Regions from separate parts of the Zea mays genome. Here region 2 is linked to region 1. Evidence: chromatin contacts called from public Hi-C data. All regions are on one chromosome and are shown on one strand. The core of a region is the stretch at or near the end of the contact, and the rest is flanking DNA. Distances in the headings are between cores, read along the strand shown. Region 1 holds the start of LOC100281178. Region 2 holds the start of LOC103653328 (1-phosphatidylinositol-3-phosphate 5-kinase FAB1B).

Region 1 (5,465 bases), core at 1,236-3,735:
CTTCTGCTATACGTTCAAGCCCGTACGTACGTGCCGGCCAGGCCAGAGAGGCTCCCTCTCGAAGGCTGGAATGGAAAGGACCTCCGAGTTTCGAAACCATGCATGCATGGAGCTTCCAAGGCCGGCCCTGAGGGGTGTCGTGGGTGTGGCCGTACCGGGCCCCTAAAAAAGAGTCCCCTAGCTACTGGACGCTAGTATTTTTTTAAATCTATCTATAATAGACATAAATACTCAAAAAACGATGTGTTATCGAGTTATCGACTAGTCTCGTTTATATTGTTGAACTAATGTCTCAATTACTTATGAATACTTCATCCGTTTCAAAATAATATTTGGTTTAACTCTTAATTTTATGTTTATATTGATGATGATAAATCCACTAAAGAAGCAAAACAAATTTTATTTTAATATAGAGAGAGTATTATAAACTATACATATGATGGTTGCTTGGTAGAGAGAAGCTTTTTAAAATAAAAAAATATGAACTATTTATAGTCAACAATAACTCAAGAGAGGTTAAATCGAAAAAAATTGTTGGATAAGATTGATCTCGATGATATAAGCGATGCACTTGTATCACAAAATGTTAGAAGATATTTTTAATGATATCATATAACAAATAAGTGTTTTTGCTATATTTTATATCTGTTATCTTATAAACTTTAAAACAGTGCATAATAATTTTTATACGTCAAATATTCGATGATATATGTATAATTATATATATTTGTGTGTGAATAGGACCTCTATATCGAATTTGGCACTGGATCGGCCGCCGGGCTGGGAGCTTCCCTAATCTCTATGGATCAATGTTTGGTACTGGCACGGCGCGGTCAGCACCACACTCTCGCGGTTGGGTTGGTACCGCGCGCACCGACCCGTGGTACTGCTTGCAGGTGGTGATCTGTGACACCTGACGTGCACCGCAGCGTACGGTCGGTCGTAGCAATATATATACCGCTGTGCAATGCAATGATGACATCTTGACCGTATTTCTACGTTGCCATATACGCCTAGTACTGTAGTAAACAGTTACTTAAAGCTGATAATGTGTAAGCTTTACTGTAGTGAGCTCATCCCAGGAGAAGAATTAAACGGATTGCATTGCATTATTCGCGTATTCAATTCGTGGAGTAGCCATCAAGTCGGTCCTGCTGAGCGTGTTTTCAAACGACTGTCTAACGTTTAAATGGACTCTCGCTCCAAACGTGGTCGAGTTAGGGGGTGTTTGGTTTCTAGGGACTAATTTTTAGTCCCTCCACTTAATTCTATTTTAGTCCCTAAATTACTAAATATAGAAACTAAAACTCTATTTTAGTTTCCCTATTTAACAATTTATGAACTAAAATGGAATTAAGTGGAGGGACTAAAGTTTAGTCCCTATAAACCAAACACCCCCTTAGTTTTCATGAAATTTTTAGTTATTTTTATTTGGAGTGCATGAGGGAGGAGGGGGAGGAACAGTTAGTAGACACGGTGCGCTCACCGACGGTGGCGCTGCGATAGGTGGTGTAGCCGTCGCCGTAGCTGCGGCGGCCGGAGATGACCGTGGCGCCCATGCCGTCGCCGACCAGCATCAGGTTCCACTTCTTCTTCTTCACCTCCACCGTCTCCCTGTACACGCCCTTCCTCACGTACACCACGTACCGCGCCGCGCTCTGCGCGGGCGCCGCCTCCACGGCCGCGCCCACCGTCGTGAAGTTGCCGCTCCCGTCCTGCGCCACCACGGCGTCCACCGCCAGGCCTCCGGGCCCCACAGGCATCTGCAGCAGCCGCCGCTCCCTCGCGCGCAGCCACCGCGGCGGGGCGGCGCCGCGGCGGGAGGAGGAGGGCGGCAACGACGACGCCGGAGCGGTCGCGTCGTCGCCGCCGGCGACCTGGCCGAGGCCGTCGGCCAGAAGCGACGTGACGGCGTCCAGCCCCGCGGCAACCAGCGAGCCCAGCACGGAGCCGGTCGCGTCCAGGCCTTCCTTGCAGGTGTCCTGGTTCCCGAGCGCGCCGCTCAGCCAGGACTGCAGGTCGGACCGGGCGTCGCCGGTGCCGAGGCGGCCGCCGCCCGCCCCGCTCGAGTCGGTGGACATGGACATGGACCACGACATCTCGTCGGAGGAGAGGTCGAGGAGGTCGAGGCAGTCGGCGACGGCGGACGACAGGCGGAGGTCGCCGCCGCCGTCCCCGAGGATGCCGCCGATGGGGAACGACGAGATGATGGATGTGACGTCCTTGACCGCGTCCAGCGCCTCGCGCAGCGTGGAGAGCAGCCCCGCCGACACCGAGGCGCCGCCCTCCCTTGCCTTCGCCGCCGGCGGAAGTCTCGGCGGGGGCGCATTATTGCTCAGGGGAAGCAGGGAGGCACTGGCAGCGGCCAGCAGCAGCGACAGCACGAGGAGGAGCTGAGGTGCTGTGCCGCGCGGAGACGCCCACGCCATAGTAGTTTCCCGCTAGCTAGCGAGAGCGAGCGAGAGTGTGTCGGCGGTGGTGTGGTGTGGGTTCCTGCTCGGGTGATGGGCTTTATAACCATAATCGATCGGCTTATCACCACGTCCGGAAAAAAGACGACGAAAAGGCTGTCGAAACGTGTTCCAGCTTGTGACAGCTGAGTACTAGTAACGCAGTACAATAAAGCCGTAGATTTACGACGGCCAAAGCAAGTGTGAAGCTGTCGAAAATAGTCTATTTCTAACGGCCCAAACTTATTTTTAACGATACCTGTCCTCGATCGTAACGGATCGGAAATAAGTCTATTTTCGACGGTCCGAAGAGGCCATCGGCATTTAACCTCTGTAACAGTATTACCGGCCGTGAGTGGAGCCCACTCCTCTTATATCCGACGGCCCCCACTAAGGCGTCGAACATAATACAACCTCATGTCCAACGGCTTAGCCGTCGAACATAATGATACTCAGCAGTGGCAAAAAATCCTGTTTTTGTAAATTTCTAACATTTACAACCACATATACACATAAGTATTCATATACAACCATATATATACACAGATTTCATACAACCACATATATACACATATTTCATATACAACAACATATTCACATTCACATTTACATTCACATACATCAGTTCACATAAGTATTCAAATTCTCAAACATCACCTCACATTCACGAACACATAGTCCCAAATAGTTGTACCAAGTCTTTTACATCAACATACAGTTCCAAATTAAACACTGACATAGTTTGACACATAGTCTTTGACATGGACACTGACATAGTTCCAAATCAAACACATTTGACGAACTGTCACACATATCCGTTACCTGGTTGGTTGGAGTTATAACCACTTCCTCCGGCTGGACTCTGGGTGTTGAAAAGGCTGTTCACCCAAGAAGTCGATGTGTTGTCTTGACCAGACACATCTCCAGGTGTGGCAACTGAAACGGGAGGTCTCTGAAAGCCCTATAACACACACATGAAATATTAACCACTAAGTTTTTTATTTTAACACATAAGACATCTATGGACATGTCACACACGCATATGTGTACATACCACAGGGAATTGTGGCGGAGGTGGAGGCAATGGAAGGTAAATGTGCCCTTGGGCCATTTCTATAAATGTTTTGGTGATTAGATGCCCAACACATAATGTTTTAGTTGATATGTGCTAAGCATCAAAGAGATGCAAATCAAGAATCAAGGTATGACTCAAGCCTTATTGAATTGTTTTTGATACTAACATATTCCTCTAAGTGCTAGGAACCTTGTCAAATCAAATGAGATTGGATTGGAGAAGTTTGGCTAAGTCCAGCCAAACTTGCACGAGCCTGCGGTGCACCGGACAGTGTCTGGTGCCCAGGCTGGCGCACACAACGAACTCACTGCTCTCGGGAAAAGTTGGGGGCGGCTATAATTCACCGGATTGTCCGGTGTGCACCAACTATCAAGTGAGCCAGCTGCGCCCATGCCAACGGTCGACAGCGCAATCAGCGGGCGACGCGTGACTCGCGCCAACGGTCACCAGGCCGCACCGGACTGTCCGGTGTACCAAGAGGGTCGTGGCTGCAACAGTTGGATTTGCCAGAAAAGGAAGGAGATCGTACATTGTTCACTGTCCAGTGGTGTACCGGACTGTCCGGTGTGCCCACGGACAGAAGGCAACTATGACCTTCCAATTGGAGCTCCAACGGCTCCTAGCTGCCTTGGGGCTATAAAAGGGACCCCTAAGTGCATGCAACAGTACATCAAGCACCTCTTGAACATCCTAAGACGCTTAGACTTCGCAAGAACACATTTTATTCTTTGTATTTGAGATTTGAGCACTTGTTGAGCCATAAACTTGTTGCGCAGTGTTGTGTGCTCGTTTCTTGACTTGTGTGCGTGTCATTACTGCAACTCTAGCTCTTGCGTGTGTTTCTATTCCCTCCCTTACTCTTTGTGGTTTAAGTGTGATCAATATTGTAAGGGTGAGAGGCTCCAACTTGTGGAGATTCCTCACAAAGGGAATACTTGAGAGCACCTAGAGGGGGGTGGATAGGTGCAAGACTTAGTTTATCAGAGAGTTAGTGCGACTAAGAAGCTTTGAAGCGAGTTCTTGTGAACACAACAATCACAGAGAAAGCAACACAAGAGACACACAATTTTTATCCCGTGGTTCGGCCAAGTAACACTTGCCTACTTCCACGTTGTGGCGTCCCAATGGACGAGGGTTGCACTCAACCCCTTTCAAGTGATCCGATGATCGACTTGAATACCACGGTCTTTTCCTTTAGAGTATTTTTCCCATTTGCGAGGAATCTCCACAGTTTGGAGTCTCTCGCCCTTACAATTGAGATCACAAAGAAAGCACAGAGTAAGGTTGGGGAGAGCAACACACGCAAGACTCAAATCCGCAGCTCAACCACGCACACAAGTCACGACTTGAGCTCGAAACACAACACACGAAGTTCGCAACTCAAATAGAGCTCAAATCACTAACACATAGAATCAAATGCGTGGAGTCGGAGTCTAGGAGTCTTAGAATGTTTCTTGAAAGCTTGGTGTTCTTCTCCATGCGCCTAGGGGTCCCTTTTATAGCCCCAAGGCAGCTAGGAGCCGTTGGAGATCAATTTGGAAGACCATTCTTGCCTTCTGTCGAGTGGTGCACCGGACAGTCCGGTGCACCACCGGACAGCCACTGTTCATGTCCGGTGCACGATCTCCTTCCATATCGGGCACATCCGATTGTTGCTCCTCCGGGCCCGTTGGCGCACCGGACACTGTCCGGTGCACACCGAACAGTCCGGTGCACCAGCTGATCGTTGGAGCAGTCCATGTGTCGCCCGCAGATTGCGCGGCCGACCGTTGACGCTGGCGACCGTTGGCTCACCGGACAGTCCAGTGCACCACCGGACAGTCCGGTGAATTATAGCCACGTTGCCTTTTCCGTTTCCCGAGAGTGGCTAGCTCGTCACGGATGACTCACCAGACAGTCCGGTGCACCACCGGACAGTCCGGTGAATTATAGCCGTACAA
Region 2 (5,465 bases), core at 2,145-4,644, 230 kb before region 1:
AGCAACATTCTTCTTACAAACAACTCCTTTTACAACGAAACTGCAAATAAAGGAAGATGTATAAAACCAAAAAAAAGAACTGGTGGAAACCAAAGAAATGCACAGATAAATACAGTATGAAACTCAAAACGTAATAGATCAATAAAACAAAGAAAGTTCACATCAAGTGTCATCAACTATGTCTTTCTAGTATGAATTACAAAGCTTCAGTTTCAATTAACTTAAGGTTATGGATGCTCAAGCATATTGATGTAAAATCATAAAGGCATATGAAGGTAAATAGTGATGCATGGAAATTGGAAAATAGATTTGTTTACCTTTCACTTGGGTGACCACAAGCTAAGCATTTCACCTTAACATAGCCACCAGGGTCCATCTGACCGCCTTTGCTGGTGGTATCTGGCTTCAAAAGAGATGCAGCTTCCCAAGACAGAGAAGTAACTATATCTAGCCAACTTTCTTTGCCACTCCCATCAACTAATGGTACCTTTTCAGCCTGAAGAAGTTGAGAAACTAACGCCCGAAAGTGGCCATCAACTATGTCTTTCATGGCTTTCTTGTGTTCCTCAGCTGACTTATCTCTACTTCGACAGTGCCCACTGCCAAAGCTGTTTGTGCGTAGATATCCCCACTCTCCTGTAGCATCCACCCCCTCATCATCATCATGTTCACCATCGTGATCATCCTCTCCGTCCTCGGGTTCTGGAGCTACCCAAAGTAAGCTATTGTTTTCAAAGTCTACGGGCTCATTATCTAGCACTTCCATGCTATACATGGAAGAAGACCGAGCATTACAGCACTCATCAACGTTATGATCTTCATTCTTATCTGCTCCCAAAGAATCAACTAGGGTTGTCAATTTTTTCCTTGGGGATGTAGATTCTTTTGCGTCATCACTACAGCTAACATGATGTCCATCAAAATACATAGGTCCATAATATTTATCAGAATTTTGCATGTGCTGCTCTTCCAAATCTGAACGGAAAACTGTGTAATCATCATCTTCGTCGTCACTCCTAACACAAAGTAAATGTTATTTAACAACACAAATGCAACTTGGGATTCAAATAAATTCCTATGATCTATATTACCATTCATTAGAGCTATTAGGGATAAATCAGATAATGCAAGAAATGAAATTCTCATTGCAATGTAACGCCATGAATTTAGCTAAATCACTGTTCTTCCAAAGAATAGGCACATTCCTTGGCAAAATGAAGTAAACACACAATAGATATGATGAACCAAACTGAGTATATTTCATTTGAAGGAGTGGATACCTGATAAGGACAATGTAAAGCTCTTAACATCAACACCTCACAGACTGCGTGGATCGGTGGATGAATCAAGTGAATAAAGAGAAGGAGTGTTTTTTGTACAAGTTTGCTCATGACTAGGGAGCAGGACTAGGCAGCAGGTGTCTGGTTCCAATTGAAGTGGAGGACATGCTGGTGAACTGTTCCAATATGGAGAAAGCTTTGGAACGAGGGAAGCAGTTGAGTCTAGTTCAACTCAAGGCGGATTGGAAGGTGTGTTTTTTGCCTTTTCTGTTTCTGTGGGTGCTTGATGTTCCTTTGTCTGTGGGAATTTTTGTTTCTGATATTCTCTGCATGTTGTAACTGATATGATCTTGGTTAATCTAAGGCAGGGGCTAGGCCCCCAAATTCTAAAAGAAACTTGAGATTGGGCCCTAGGAGTTAGTGCAGCTCCAAATAATGGTAGAATCCTAAAGTTTGAGGTAATGTACTTAAAAGGCCCTGATACCAATACCAAAGTGGACAAGCACTTTCGAAACAACATATCCAAAAGCTGCAAATACCAGGACTTGCTATGTCCAAGCATCCACAGAAAAAAAATCTTGTGGCTCAACAAGTCTCCTGATACATGCTGGCCTAGGAGCACATGACAGAACTCAGAAACCAGAAAGCATATATGCTGGTACAAATAACAGTTATGTACTTAAAATTTTAGCTAATAGTCGCTGAGGGTAGAGATGAACCTGATGCAAAAGAATATCCAAAGGGTTCAAAAACAGATATTTCTATGTTAAAGAATCCACAAAGAAAATATTATGGCTCAACTAGTAATTAAACATTGTCCTACACCTCTACCCCCAAGACATATATAACATGCAACAGCATCTCACAAGCAGGGATCCAAGCTCCTAATCAGTCAATCAATGCTTGTGTAAACTTATATTAAAAAGTAACATTTCTTATCAATAGAACTGAGACAAATTAGGTTCCAATTTCTTAAATGACAAAGCACGAATCATGGAAAAGCCTTACCTCTGCAAGCAAAAGTTGAATCGATCAGACGAGTTATCAGCGTAAGCTGCAGGCTCCATGGTTGGAGCGGGGTCCATAGCAGGCTGCTGCTCCTCACGATAGCCGTCATCCTCGCCGCAGTTGCCCTCTCCATGGACCGGAAATTCGGAGTAGCTAATATTCGCATAAGACGACATTTGCCCATTCGTCCCAGTGAAGCTGGACTTGTCACTGCAAACACTAGCGGCAGACAGAGACGGGCTAGACGGCTGTTGCCCTGCAGCGGCCCCCCGCGCTGCGGGTTCCTCCTCCATCCAGCGCTTAAAGCAGTAATTGCAGACCCTAATCCTCTCGCCGTCCTCCCTCGCGGCGTCCCCCGGCGAGCGGGGCACAGAGTTAGCCGTGCACCGGGCGCAGAACACACGGCCGCAGTGCCGGCAATGGTGGCGCCGATTCAGAATGGTGAACTGCGCGTCGCAGTCGTAACACACGCGGCAGCTCTGGTCCGGCATCCAGAAGTCCCTCGACAAGTCATGCGGCAGCGGCTGCCCAGCCGCCGCGTCCGACTGCAACGCGGGCGGCGGAGAGTGGTCGCCCCGCCGCGGCATCCACGACTTCACCGCACCGAACAACTCCACGAGCCGCCCATCCGGCGATCCCATCATCCGCGCCACGCTTACCACCGCCACCGCCAGCAGCCCCGCCCCTCATGCTCAATCCGGCGACGCCTCAATCCGCATAGCTAGCTTTCCCCAGAGCCAAAACAATTCCACCTCCGCGCCGCAATCCGCCCACCAGATCAGATCACTAACACCAGCGGTGGCGGCGGCAGTAGCAGCAGCGGAAGCAACTCACAACCTCGACGGATTGGGCACCAACGCTCCGAACTCGCCGCGAAGAACACGGCGCGGCTGAGATCGAAGAGCAAAGCCTTGGAATCGCGGGAGGGGAACTAATTTGGCCTATATAAGAAAAAAAGAGGTTAATAACTTCGGCTGAGATTAGGAGGGCTGAGGGTTCCAGAAGGGCGCCAGTGGAGCACGGGAGGCTGGAGGGTGCGGGTTCACGGGGACGGAGATAGAAAGGGAGAGAGGAGATTGATAACTGACGCGTTTTCCATTTTTTTCGAAACTTTATCTTGATTTGGATTTACATGTTTTCATTTTATTCCTTCTGCTTTTAGTTGCTTTTTTGTGCGCCACCGGCTCTACCTATTTCGACTTTTCGAGTTTCACTATCCTTTGTTTTTATTTGGTTTCATTCCACGCTATATCGTGAATTTCCTTTGGGGCATAATAATTAATAAATGAATTAACTCAAAGAAAAATAATATTATAGGACACATTTGCACTGTAAGAGCATCTCCAACAATACCTCAAACTAGTGCTTCAAATTAAAATATAGGGCTCTACAGTAAACACTACTTCAATGGTGTCTTATTTTCTAAAATTTTATCAAAACTTATAGGACACCCTCTCAAGTGTATCAAATATACTATACCTTAGTGGGCTACCCTATAATTTAGAATTAGAGCTTTACTATTATAGTAGAATATTTTATTGGTGTCTTAAAAATATAAAATATATTTATTTTTAAATTATAATGTATTTATATAGAACCTTTTGTTGAAGATGCTCAGTGACGACAGTGTTGTTATTATTTTTGTTGCCACGCCAAGACTGCGGACTCCAGTTATTTCTGCGCGGGCGTTGTTCCATATTTTACATGTTCTTATATTATTATTGTTGGGACCATGCTTCGTCGCCGAAGGTCCTGCGGAAAGAAACAGCTTCGGCTGAAGCTGCTTGTACGTGATGCCAAAGGTACCATTCATGAAGCTTCAGTATTACAGCATATTCGAAGATGAAGGGTCGAACCAACTTAAAGATAGAATGACCTTTTAGTCTATAAGGGTCTGAGTCAACGTTGTAAACTTTTATGAGGGGCATGATTGTAATTCCTGACAGGTTGTGTCCTGTGCCTATAAATAGTGAACAGTATTCCTTTACTGTTCACGCATTCCTGTAATTGCAAACGCATCACTCGGGAATTATTGTTTATCAAGGCAAAGGTATAAATGTACCTAAATATTATGTTCAAACATCTTAGATTCATATAATAAGATATATAAATGATGTCATTTATTTCCGATGTATTTATTTTTAATGTTTCACATTTTATATTACCTTGTATTATTTTTGTAAATTTAATTACGAAGGCGCTCGTGGTCTTCGTCCGAAGTTCATTAAATCCTTGGGGAGATAATGCTTCAGCGGACGAAGGGCATTGATATTTAACATTTTATGTTGCCTTGTTCTTAATTCATAGCATTCGAGAACAAGTCCCCAACATTGGCGCTCACCTCCGGTGAACTCACTTCCACTTTCCTGAATCAATGGCTTTGTTCAAGAACCAAGCTGGAACTGCTTCGGCTCCGAAGCTGATTCTCCCGATAACAGGCGGTTCATGTTCAGAGCCGGCTAACAAGAAACAGAAGAAGGAGGCACAGAGAAGAGTACAACATGTAGGGGTACAATGACCCTTCATCAAGTCAAGATGGTCTCACATTCCAATTACCTTCTCTTAAGAGGATCTTCAGCTCAAGGATTACCCACACAACGATGCTATGGTTATCTCTTGTGTGATCAAAGGATTTCTGGTTCATAATGTTTTGGTTGATACAGGCAGCAGCTGATATCATATTTTCTAAGGCCTTCAGACAGATGCAAGAGCCCGAAGACAAGATCCATGATGCCACACATCCCCTTTGTGGCTTCGGAGGAAGGCAGATTGTAGCACTTGGAAAAATCACAATGCCAGTAACCCTCGGATTCATTAACAACACAAGGACTGAACAAGTTGTGTTCGACATTGTTGACATGGAATACCCTTACAATGCAATCATTGGTCGTGGTACTCTCAATGCCTTCGAAGCAATTCTTCATCCAACATATCTTTGCATGAAGATACCTTCGGACCAAGGATCTATTGCCATTCATGGAAGTCAGGAAGCTGCCAGAAGGGACGAAGGAAACTGGACAGACTCAAAGGCAATCCATAACATAGATGGAGCTGAAGCTTGTGAGCAGTACAAGTTTAGAAGGGAGAAAGCTGCTTCGGCCGATCAGCCGAAGCCCATGCTTTTATGTGAGGACATAGCAGAGCAGAAAGTGTTATTGGGATCCCAACTGTCTGAAG

What was found. A called contact is a pair of places that touch in the nucleus more often than the background predicts.
Region 2: a Hi-C map of bundle sheath shows a contact between it and region 1, with 2.0 times the contacts expected there. The contact joins the promoter of LOC103653328 here to the promoter of LOC100281178 in region 1. A contact is called at or near these places in 8 of 25 Hi-C or Micro-C datasets (bundle sheath, ear, leaf and 1 more) and 1 of 3 datasets of contacts at active chromatin or transcription factors (leaf).

The regions. Positions count from the first base shown.
Region 1 is chr4:65,093,719-65,099,183 of Zm-B73-REFERENCE-NAM-5.0, reverse strand. It overlaps LOC100281178, which reads right to left and starts at 2,485. Exons shown (of 2, transcript NM_001154097.2): 1 at 1,487-2,485. The coding sequence starts at 2,429.
Region 2 is chr4:65,326,566-65,332,030 of Zm-B73-REFERENCE-NAM-5.0, reverse strand. It overlaps LOC103653328 (1-phosphatidylinositol-3-phosphate 5-kinase FAB1B), which reads right to left and starts at 3,394. Exons shown (of 11, transcript XM_008680260.3): 1 at 2,289-3,394; 2 at 318-1,016; 3 at 1-40. The coding sequence starts at 2,932.